Regions from separate parts of the Mus musculus genome. Here region 2 is linked to region 1. The links are chromatin contacts, called in public Hi-C maps. All regions are on one chromosome and are shown on one strand. The core of a region is the stretch at or near the end of the contact, and the rest is flanking DNA. Distances in the headings are between cores, read along the strand shown. Region 1 has its middle 110 kb from the start of Gm33472. Region 2 overlaps Gm41162 (a long non-coding RNA gene).

Region 1 (5,828 bases), core at 1,702-4,201:
TGGGGAAGGGCTCCTGTCCCTTCTCATCTTTCTGTGGCATCATTGAACAAACACAATGGAACAATGACTTCTGTACCATGACTAAATGCTTGGTCCAGCTCAATGCGATTCATTTTGATGAAATAGGTCAAGATCAAAATGTGGAAGAGTCAGATCACAAGTATCTGGGAGATACCAGCCTCTATCAGACCCCATGTTCTTAAGACTCCATAGCTGCAACCTTTGGATAAAAAACAAAAGACAAAACAAAAAACAAACAAACAAACAAACAAAAAACTGTTTCTTTTTGTTGCTCCTGGAAGGCCAAAAAGATTCCCCCAAGATACTGGCAAACTTCACCTAAGATACAGTGCACCTTCTTAAACCATGTGCACCCCCTTGCACCGTCTAGGAGAAGACCTCAGTGTTTTCATGTGCAGTCATCATGTGCTCAGCCCTCGCTCACATCATGGTGAGCTTCTCTTACAGATTTGTGCAGGATCCTGATTCACTTATGCCACGACTGTGCACATTTAAGAGAGTGCAAGGGCCTTCAAAATTGCTCTGTGAGTGAAAGTAACAACTCTGCAAACATAATGATCTGAGTTTTATTTCAAGAGTCCAGGGTGGAAGGAGGGAACCCACTTCTGAAAGTTGGCCTCTGATCTCCCCTCCTATGCCACACCATGCTGGTCCCTGCATCTGTACACATGACAACCCTACCACCACACACTCACTCACTATTAATAAGGTAATTTTAAAATAAAAAATGCAAAACATCCCTTAATAAGTAACAAAAAAATGAAATAAAAGTAATGTTTGTTATCTTCAAAAAATAGGCAAATTCTGATTCAGATTCTAATAATCAGTCAACTGTGGGACTAATTAACCAACTCATGAAGTTACCAGTTTTATAATATATTTTTAAAATCTCAATTTCATCATTCTTGAGTGATATATATATATACATATATACACATAATATCAATATGTTTTGTACATACATATAAGCACATATGTATATACAAAATATATAGAAACCATATATCCATGCCTATTTTAAGATTGTTCTGAATGGTAGTGTGTGTGTGGTTCGTCTGATTCATGTGTCTATAAAGGCCAAAGATATGCTGCTCTGCTTTAATTAACCCACGGGTCACCAAGGCTAAACAGAAGTCCAGAGAGAATGACAGTGATGAATGGCGCCCTTGGCACCCTGGTGTTTGGGCAGTGACAATCAAGTGCTCACGGTTGGCCTCCTTCCCGGAGCTTGTATCTGAAAATCCTCCCATAAGAAGCTATGAAGCAGTGTGTCGTGTGCCTTTGGAAGAAAAGCAATAAACATCTTTGATATATTAACTAACTCCCGTAGTTCATAACTCCCTCAAGCAGGAGGCAAGAGAAAAGCCGTAGTTCAAAACTATGATGATATTCTTCATCCGAAAATCCGAAAGTCCCGTGTTTGCAGCATTTGCTGAGAGAATAGGAAGCTGGTGAGTTGCAACGTATTGGCATACCTTTACTTATACTGAAAGCAAAATTCGAAGGGTGCAACCCTTGAAACTCCACGTACTCACAGGGCCAGTATCAAGGTCATTTCCCATCCGAGCCACACCAGGCGGACAATGGGGGTCATTTCACAGATACAAGCCGGTAATTAGAGGTGACTGCCTCTGGCTGTGTGCATGCTGGGGGGGAGCACTGTCTGGCTATGGTCCAGGGGTGCTCGGCCTGGAGAGGGTTTGAGTGGTGGGGGCGGGGATTTAGTCACACTCCCTGAAGCTCAAGTGAATAGCACCAGCAGAATTTGAGAAGCCTTCTTGGGTTTTTTGCAACACTGCTGTGCAGAAACTTCCCTACCATCCTTGAATTTTAAACAGTAAGGCAACACTACTATGAAAGGTACATGCTCTTTTCAAGAGACATGTTGTTGCCATGCTAGTATTCCTCTAGGGGGAGCTGTTGGGTTCAACTTCCTGAGAAGCCAAGACAGGTCCAGAAATTTTAGAGTTGGAGGCAGATAAAACGTGTTGCCAAAATCAGTGCAGGCAGTGCAAACACAGATCTGAGAAGATCTGGTCCTCAGGATCCCCTCCCCTGGAGGATGGACCATGATAGTGTGCTCCCAACCTCTACCCGTTCATGGATGTTCTCTTCTCTGTCAAGCTGGAGGACCTGTCTCTCAGCACTGCTCTCGGGATGGACTTGGCGGATCAGCTACTGAAGCAAATCTTTTGACCTCAACTATGATCTTGTTGCCTGGATGAACACATCCTGACCACCCCCAATGTAGGGTCTGAGCTCTGAATCAGACAAGAGCTGCTCAGTGCCCATTCCCTGGGAGCTGGGAACGAGCTTGATTTGGGGAGTTTGGCCACTGTCACCCTTTGCTTCCATAAGCCACCTCCTGACCTCAGCAAGTGTACCCTCCTGGATTTCGGTAATTCTATGGCACCCTAGCAGCGGTCTTTGCTAATCCTTTGCCTTTGGAGATGAGCCAAAACCTGGCTCAAGCTGAGGTGGATTCAGTGAATGGCTCCCCCCTGCTATTGCGTCCATTTGCATATCAATCAACGTTTTCCCAAGAAATTGGACTTTTCATTTTCACAGGAGCAGAGCAAGACAGAGCCAGGAAATAGCACACTGATAACCTTGTCTAGACTCCCAACCAAACACAAGGAGCCCCTCACATTCTAACAAATCAATAATACATCCCACACACACCTGTACTACGTTATACGGTAGTCAGCAGGGCTGTTTCAGACTTCACAAAAAACAGTTCTTTACTAGGGCAGCCTGAAGCCTGATCTAGCTTATAATCTACTCAGTGGTGACACAAACCACCCTGGAAGGTTTCCCAACTTCCCAGGTTGGTGTTATGTATCTGAGCTTCAAAGCAAGGGTGTGCACAGCCCACATTCCTGCAGGAAGTAAGGGATCTGCAGGAACAGAAATTGAAAGGCAGTTACCTGGCACCAGGCTGACACAATCTGTTCAAAGGACTGTGCACAGGCATGAGGTCAGTGGAGAGAAAGCCCAGTCAGTGAGACAGGCTTCCTCCAGCCTTGGTGGTTACCAGCTAGCCAGTGGCACCTGCCAAGCTCAGAGAGTTGCAGCATTTGAGTGTTTTGTTTTTTATCTTTGCAGGAGATTTCTATGTCACGGAGGCCAAGGACCTACATTTTTATGAAGCAACATGTTTTGAAGACGATTGTTACTAGTGACCTCTTTGCCAACTCCTTGACAGCTATCACTATGCTATTCAGAGTCAAGGCAAGAAGGAAGAGAGCACACAATATACAACTCTACTACCTGAATTTAAAAGGAGGAATCCTGCTTTCCTCTTGGGAGTAGATTTCTGTTTTTCAACTCCAAATGTTTGTCTCTATTTCAGAATTCTGCCAATATAGGTTGGATATCTGTAATCTGGAAATCTACCATCCAAATTTTTTCTCAATTCTGAATCTTTTTAAATGCAGAAAGAAAAAAAAAAAGCTACACTTGTGAAATCCCCCACCTGACATCCTTGAAAGGTCCCCCTGTAATACAAGTGGTGAATTTACCAAATAAGAGAACTATTCTAGTCTACTTTCTGTTGCTGTGATAATCATCATAATCATAACTATCTGAGGAGGAAAAGGTTTATTTTATTTTCTGTTTCCTGGTAACAGTCCATCACTAAGGGAAGCCAGAGCAGGAGCCCAAGCAAGAACTGAACCAGAAATAATGATGGAATCCCATTTTGTGGCTTGCTCCTCCTGGCTTCTTCATTTTGCTTTCTTATACAACCCACAAACATCTGTCCAGGGGTGACACTGCTCACAGTGATCTGAGCCTTCCTGTATCAATCAATAATCAAGAAATAACCTCAAAGGCGTGCCCACAAGTCAATCGAATGGAGGCATTTCCTCAGTTAAGGTTTCTTAGTCCCATGTGACTCTAGTTTATGTCAAGTTAATGAAAGTAACCAGCATGGTCATCTCATGGTTATCAGATGTGTCTAAGCTGCGCATCAAACATAAATGAGCTTCAGGTTTAGATTTTGGCTCATTCCCAAAGTACCATGCTAAAAAGATGCAAACATTCACAACTCTTAAATCAAGGCTACTTGACCTGTATTTTGAAGAGGAAGCGTTAGCCATTCTTAGTGTCATCTTACCTTTTAGATGGCTAAGAAACACTGTGTTTGAAAATATGACTCTGTGGGAATGACAATGGATATATAGATGACAACGGATGACAAGGCAATGCAGAACCCTCAAGTGATGATTTTGAACACTTCCTGACATGATACTCAATCTGAGGTGTAAACTGCTGGTCTCTAAAGACATATTGTCTTCACATAGCTCTTAGCACAGAGCACAGACACCCAGTGGTAAGTCTGCAACAAACACCAAACTTTCTTGTGCTTTTATTCACAATGGTAAAGGCAGTTGAAAGATAAAAGGCAAAGAGACAAAGACTAGTCCAGTTATGACATTCAAACTTTACCTGCCTTATGCCCAATAGAAAACTAAGGGACAGACAACTCAGCATTTTTAAATCTGACTATACCAATATGCCCCATAATAACAATGAGCATACTTATACATTTGAGAACTGGCACCCTCAGCCATCAGAAAAAAATATAATCAAAATTATGTGGGAATTCCATCTTACTGCTATTAGAAGAGCTCTCATTAAAAGACCAAACAATAATTGCTGTTGAAGATACAAGAAAAATGAACCCTTATACATGGCTGTAAAACTGTGAACAAAATCAGCCACTATAGAAATCAGTGTAGATGCTCCTAAGAAAGCTGAAATTAGAAAGGCCATATGATTTAGGATACTCATTCCGGGTTCATGGCCAAAGGAGTCAAAGATAGCATTCCATAGAGACACCAACTCCTTTGCACTAATTACAGTAGCAAGCTATGCATTCAGCCCAGGTAGCCATAAACAGAGAGATGGGAAAAGAAACTGGAGTATTTATAAACAATGGATCACAGTTCAGCCATAAAGAAAAATAAAAATATTACATTTGTGAAATGGTGGGCTGGAGATAACTGTGTTAAGTGAAAGACTCCAGGCCCAGAAAGACAATGCAGAATGTAAACTTAAACTCCATTGAAGGAAGGGAAGGACCAGTGAGGAGAGGGAGGCAGCTGGGGATACTGAGAGTGAATAGGATTGGAGAACACCACACACATGCATGAAGATGACAAAATGGAGTCTGTCATCTTTCATAAAAAAAAATGACCACTACTTATATAAGGAAGAGCTCAGACATGACTGTAATACAGCAGTTGGAAAGTAGAAACTGGAGGGTAGAGACTTTACAGCTAACCTGGGCTACATAAACCCTATCTCAAAAAAGAATAAAAGGCTTCCTAAATGATAACTACAATAGGCCCAGTTATTATGTATAACAATAAAAAGGAGATTCTTTGCTAGAGATGGGGTCTAGAACCTCATGTTGGGCAAGTGAGCTGCCTCTGCTGTCCGGGACAGATTCCTATTTTCCCTCTTAGCCAGCTGAAGCTTTATATTCATGTAACCCAAACAAGCCCAACCAAAACATCCATAACTATTGATGATTTAAAATATTTTTACAGAAAAGGAGAAGTAATGTGGTCTTGTTTTATGAAATAGGAGATGTATTAGCACAGGAAATGGAAATGGATATTTTTACTTACACAAACCTTTTGTACTGTAGGTTTATATTTTTCAAAACCTACTTTTAGTAAGGGTATTTAAATGCTTTAACCTCCCATTTATCCCACCACCAACCAGAGGTAGTAGAAAGGAAAGGTTAATGGGCAAAGGAGGATGTTGACCTGTTTAGAAATATTTTTTTGGATCAAACC
Region 2 (5,566 bases), core at 2,206-4,705, 120 kb after region 1:
ATTGATTCGGGAGGGAGTCAGCATTTGAGATTGTACACTGGGGATTATGTCCCAAGATCATAGCCCTGGCCCCTACATAATATGCCCTTTCCTCTTCTCAATCATTCTTTCACATTTTCAAAAAAGATTCTCTGTCCTTTTGAGATATATCTAAGCAAATACCATAGGATTGGGTTTCAATTCTCTAATCCTCTTTGGAATTAAGATATTTGGAATTTGGATTTGTGGGCACAACTGGTATAACAAGACCATCTCCCCCTCCCTCCCTCTTCCCACATACCCCCACACCATGTACACTGTTTCCTTTGATTTCTAGAAATCATTGTGTCTCTATCTGCGCCTGAAGCCCCACCCCCGAGCTCTGTTTCACAAGGCCCAAAGCTTGTTCCAAAATGATCCCAGGATGAGAGCTAGGCTAGCTGCAGTAGGGATATCTCCTTTCTCCAGGCAGGCAGCTTCAGTGTTCTCAAGCATCCTTCCATAAGGGTCATGTAACTCATCTATGCATACAAGAAGGTAGCCCAGTCGCCATATACCTCCATCCATCGCTCACGTCTCATTCATTTAGGAACACGTAGCAAAAGGACTCATCAGCGCTTGGCCATGTGGTACTCGCCATCACATTTCTTCTGGCCCTTTATCAGGATCTCACCACGACTTCACTTTTTTTGTCGCCTTGTCTTCAAGGGAGTCACAACCTACTGAGGGAGTAGGATAGTAACAGGACAACCATGGAAATACGAGTTTAGAGACAGCAATTACCAATGCCACGGAGACGTCGCACAGAAACATCGCTCCTACTGTGGGTGGTCGTGAAGAGCGGAGCACTCCTTGCTCGGCATCCCACCCACAGCACCCACTCATCCACCCCACCCACTCACCCACCCCTGTTTACCTCCTTCTGCTTCAGGTCTCTTTTAAAGCTGCCAAATCTCTCACTCACATATCTTTCAACCTCAGGGATGAAGGAATGATCCCAAACCCTTTCCCTGCCTCACCATCTAATCAAGAGCTCCATTGCCTCTTCTCTAATTTTTAGAGTCTGCCTTCTTTATGTCAGGTCTGATGGATGTCTTGTGTTCACAGTTCTTTTACTGCCTCCTGGCCCTTTCACTCAAAATTCAGGTTTAACGCTTGGGTGAGACTTAAAACTCACTTTTAAAATAAAAATGAACTTTGCATTAAATAACAAAACGCCACAAAAGCTCAGTAGCATTCACACAGGAACAAGTTAATTGTTCACAGCAGACATTACTACATTTGTTCTCAGCTCAGTAAAACAGGAGCAATAATAATACATCAGGACCGTGCTATGTTTAGATGAGTAAAGAATGTAGAACGAAGTCTAACTGGCTGGCTATCTAGAAAAGTAAGAGGTGTCTACTTTTCATGCTTTGGAAGCAAAGGGAACCACAGCTCTGTGTGGGAAGAGCACATGGCAGCTGCTTGCTCTCCTCGGTGGTGGGGGGGGGGGGGGTAGGGGGCGGGATATGAACCCCAGTGACCCATTCTTCCAGTTAGGTCTCACCTCTTAGAAGTTCTAGAACCTTCCAAGACAGTGCCGCCAATAGGGGAGCAAGTGTTCAAACAACCTGAGCTAGTCAAAGCATAACAAAAAGATAACGAAAATAGTAACAAAACAGAAAAGCTATTTTTTTTAATTTCATATTGATTTGCCCCTCGGGAATAGTCCAGACCCAGACTTTGTGTATTGCACATGGTGGGCTTTTGAAGTCTTTTGCAAGACTTCAGAGTCAGCACATTCTTTTCATGCTCTTCATGGCTATGTTCTGGCTCCTTCACAGAACCAATTGGTTTCGAGACCTTAAGGCCATCCCAACTAAAATGTTTGCTTGAACCCCGATTCCAGAAAGAAGTCACCAGGCCTGCTTATGGGGTCATGGCCGTACCTCCTAAAGGCAGCCCTTGTAGTGTAGGACTGTGCGCTTGCATGTGCTTGTGCGTGGTGCTGTCTGTGTGGGAGTGGGAGTTTGTATGTGCTTGTTCATGGCTCTGTGTACATTGCTGACATGAAAGGAAACACAGACGTGCCTGTACTGGCTTCCATCTAATTCCACAGGATCCTAAGATGTAATTCTCCTAAGAGATTTTAGATTTCTCCTTTGTCTGTGGGTGCACAGCACCAAGAACTAGAGAGTAGATTTGAGAGCCAATTTGTGAGGCCTTTGACTCAGTAAACCAAGCATGAGGGATTACAGCATAGAACTAAAGGTGACATCATATACTTGAGACTTTGAGTAAATTATTCACCCAAAGGACAAAATATAGAGCCTGGAACCATTGTTCCCTCATAGGCCTGTGAGAGACGATCACTTGGTAGCACTAAGCTTTGTATTTTATTTGAAGAGCAAGAACATGCATTCCAAGTCTGCATGGAGCATGTCCTTGGTCTGGGCTGCAGCCTGAAGCCTGCATGGAGGACGTCTATGGTCTGGGCTGCAGCCTGAAGCCTGCATGGAGGACTCTATGGTCTGGGCTGTAGCCTGAAGCATGGAGCATGCACATGATGAAGATTAAGTCAGTAGACTTCTACATGTGGACCATTGCAGACTATATGGTTAGATTACATTTCTTCAAACAAGCCCAGGCTGTGCTCTTATCTTCATCTCAGGTGAGTTCTGTAGTGTATGAGGATCACTGCAAAAGGACACTTGACAGAAACATCTGGTTTTCTCTGCCTTTAATGTAAGATGTTAAATTAGATGGGCATAAAAAGCATACTTCGTGAAATGTGACTTTTAGTTCATGTGGGTTATTAGAAGAGGATCAGAAAAGATGACCACATGGGACAGAAGTTCCAACAGGAGACAATGGCCCTTATACCCTTCAGCAAATGCAAATTTATTCTCTCAACACATGAGCCCTGTGGAGAAACTGTTCCTTGATTCATATGAAGGACAAAGAACCATGCTTAAAACAATTTCCAGAACAATGGCCCAGAAGCATCTTCTCATTTTTCTTTTCAGACACTTGGATGTGGTCAGGTTAATTGTCTTCCTATTCCATCACTCAAGGGCTTCAACCCAGATACTTTCCACCTTTCTGTGTCAAGTGTGCCTAAAAGACTTCTAATGAACAATGAGATGCAATGTGCTCATTACATATGAACACCTTCTCTAACGGTATGACAGAGTATTTCACCCAGGCACAATGGACTTGACATGATACATTGTAAACCCTGTGGTTTAAATTTTCTGCAGTACACAAACCTGCAGATTTTGCAAGACACGGGATCAAAGTGGGAAACCAGAATGTCAGCGCCTGGTGGCGTTTCCTTCCTTTTGTATACACAGAAGGCAGATGTCAGGATTAGATTGGAGCTTTGAGCTTTGAATTCCAAAGGGAAAAGCCAAAGGATTCTCAAGGAGCTACTGAGGCGGAAAGAGAAATGGAGCTGAGGGGAGATGAGAAGAGGCAGCACCTGTGTAGGATGAACTGGACCAGTTCCAGTGACTGCTGTCAGGGCCTGAGGCCAGGGAAGTCTGACTGTGTCCATCTCCTGTATCAGGGCTCCTATTGATATAGAAAAGAGATAGGGGGCTACCATAGTGATAAGTGAGGAGCCTTTGTGTTGTAAGAACATCCAGGGCTACCTAATCAAGAGTGTAAGCTCTAGAACCTCAACTTAGAGGAAAGGTGACACCAAGGACAGAAAGTCACACATCCCATGATGCAGTGTCCTTTGGCTCTTGCTTGGCATGTACACAGATCTTGATAAAACATTCATGCAGGTATGTACTAGTGTGCACATCCATGTGCGTATACATGTACATGGAACAAAGAAGGAGGAAGATGACCCAGTGGATCTTGAAACAGACATTTTCCAGATTGAAACCGTGTTTAGAGTTAGACTACATTAATCCTCAAAACTTACAAATATGTGTAAGAGTGATGTGGTAGGTTATGATTAAATTTTAATTTAAATTTCAGGAAAAAATTAATTGTATTGTTTAAAGACTTTTAAGCCATTATAAATATATCCAAGTACCATGTGTGTATTGCCTGCTGCTGTCAACAATTTTAAAACTGGTTTGTCTGGATTTGTCTCATAAAAATAAATAAATAAATAAATAAACTCAAAGTGACAGCTTATATACAGCTTAACTGAACATGGCTTCTCCATGCTCAGCAGTTCGAGACATGCTCCTTCCGGTTCATCACCAGAGACTTCACAAGGGCATCTGTTTATTTGTAAGAATTTTTGTTTGGAAATCTCAATATGCAACCCAGCTTGGTCTACAACTGGAGTCCTCCTGCCTCAGCCTCAGCCTCCTGAGTTTTGGACTACATACCAGAGTGACTGTTTTTCCTTTCAAATATACAAGTACAGTAATAGATTGAATAATCAGATATGAAATCAGTAAAAGCCTAAGGAAATGAAAAGGAGCTCACTGGAAAAGATTGAAGTACACCTTCAAGCTTCTGCCTCTCTCTAATATATATTTTCACTTACATGACAGGAATCTTCCTAATTGTAAAACAATTACAATTAATTAAACTGATTAGCTAAGTTAAACATAAAGTCATTTTATCTCACCCATACACTTATAACTCTGAATGTTACATGGCTCCAGTCACTTATCATACGATGTGCACAGCACACTCAAAAATCACATCACCAAAACCAAGCACAACACCCCTAAAGAGAAAGACCATTACAGAATCATCAAGGAATAAATGAATGAGGATGACCCACACACCCCATCCCGTTGGTCCTCTGAAATCTGTACAAATTGACATTTGTAGATCTAACTGCATATCAAAAATATTCTAAGAGAGCTGTAGCTGGACAACTATGTGCATATCTCCTTCTTGTCATTGTTCCTGAGATACTACAATGACTACTTACACAGCCATAACATTGTATGAGTGATGTGGTGTGATTTTTCTTGGGAGACAAATGTCTGGTCCCTCCAGACAAAGCACAGATCACAAGCTGAAAAAACTTTCACCCAAAGAAATGATGTTATCCAAACCTAGCATAGTAAGTCAGTGGGTTTCCTGGGGTTACACACAGGAGTCTGGATACTTCAAAGTACTATTAAAAAGCCCAAGTCAGCATGAGTGACCACTCCTGAAAGCTGTATTTCTGGAGCTCTCTACTCAACCTTCAGTCAGCTCCCTGGAGAAAGAGCCTTCTCTTCAGCAACTGTTGCTGCTTGTGTAACCTTGAGGAAAGGTCCTGTGGGTCTCACAACTTTCTGAACTTCCTGGTGAGCCTTGCAAGCCTCCCTCCATGGAAGAGTAAATATACAAGAAGATATACTGAGGTTATGTGAAAATACTGCACGGCTTTATAAAAGGAGCTGGAGCAACTGTGCTTTCAGTATCCGTGGGTGATTAGGAACTCATCCTTCATACACAGCAAGGCTCAATACCCCAGAGGCCATCCTATCGTGTGGCCTGAAGATAGAAGTGTATAGAGAATTAGTTTCTGAATAAGATTAGGGAACTGTTTAGATATTTGTACATTATTTTATTTGTTTATGCAATACTGCTTATAAATCCGAACCATCTGTAGAAAAAAAGATAGCCCAGTTCACTT

What was found. Hi-C and Micro-C count contacts between places; a contact is called where the count stands out from the background.
Region 2: a contact with region 1 is called in a Hi-C map of cerebellum, with 1.7 times the contacts expected there. The contact joins two enhancer-like sites. A contact is called at or near these places in 9 of 484 Hi-C or Micro-C datasets (CD8 T cells, adipose-derived mesenchymal stem cells, cerebellum and 5 more) and 1 of 115 datasets of contacts at active chromatin or transcription factors (embryonic fibroblasts).

What each region holds. Positions count from the first base shown.
Region 1 is chr14:58,936,325-58,942,152 of GRCm38.p6, forward strand. No RefSeq gene overlaps it. Among named protein-coding and RNA genes, the nearest start is that of Gm33472, 110 kb to the right of the region's middle. Within about 2 kb of position 2,952, at least 6 of the 459 cell types and tissues checked have an H3K27ac peak or open chromatin away from gene starts, as enhancers often do. A contact at or near this core is called in cerebellum, where this site is marked.
Region 2 is chr14:59,059,951-59,065,516 of GRCm38.p6, forward strand. All of the region lies in intron 1 of Gm41162 (a long non-coding RNA gene), which reads left to right. Among named protein-coding and RNA genes, the nearest start is that of Gm41162, 17 kb to the left of the region's middle. Within about 2 kb of position 3,456, at least 2 of the 459 cell types and tissues checked have an H3K27ac peak or open chromatin away from gene starts, as enhancers often do. A contact at or near this core is called in cerebellum, where this site is marked.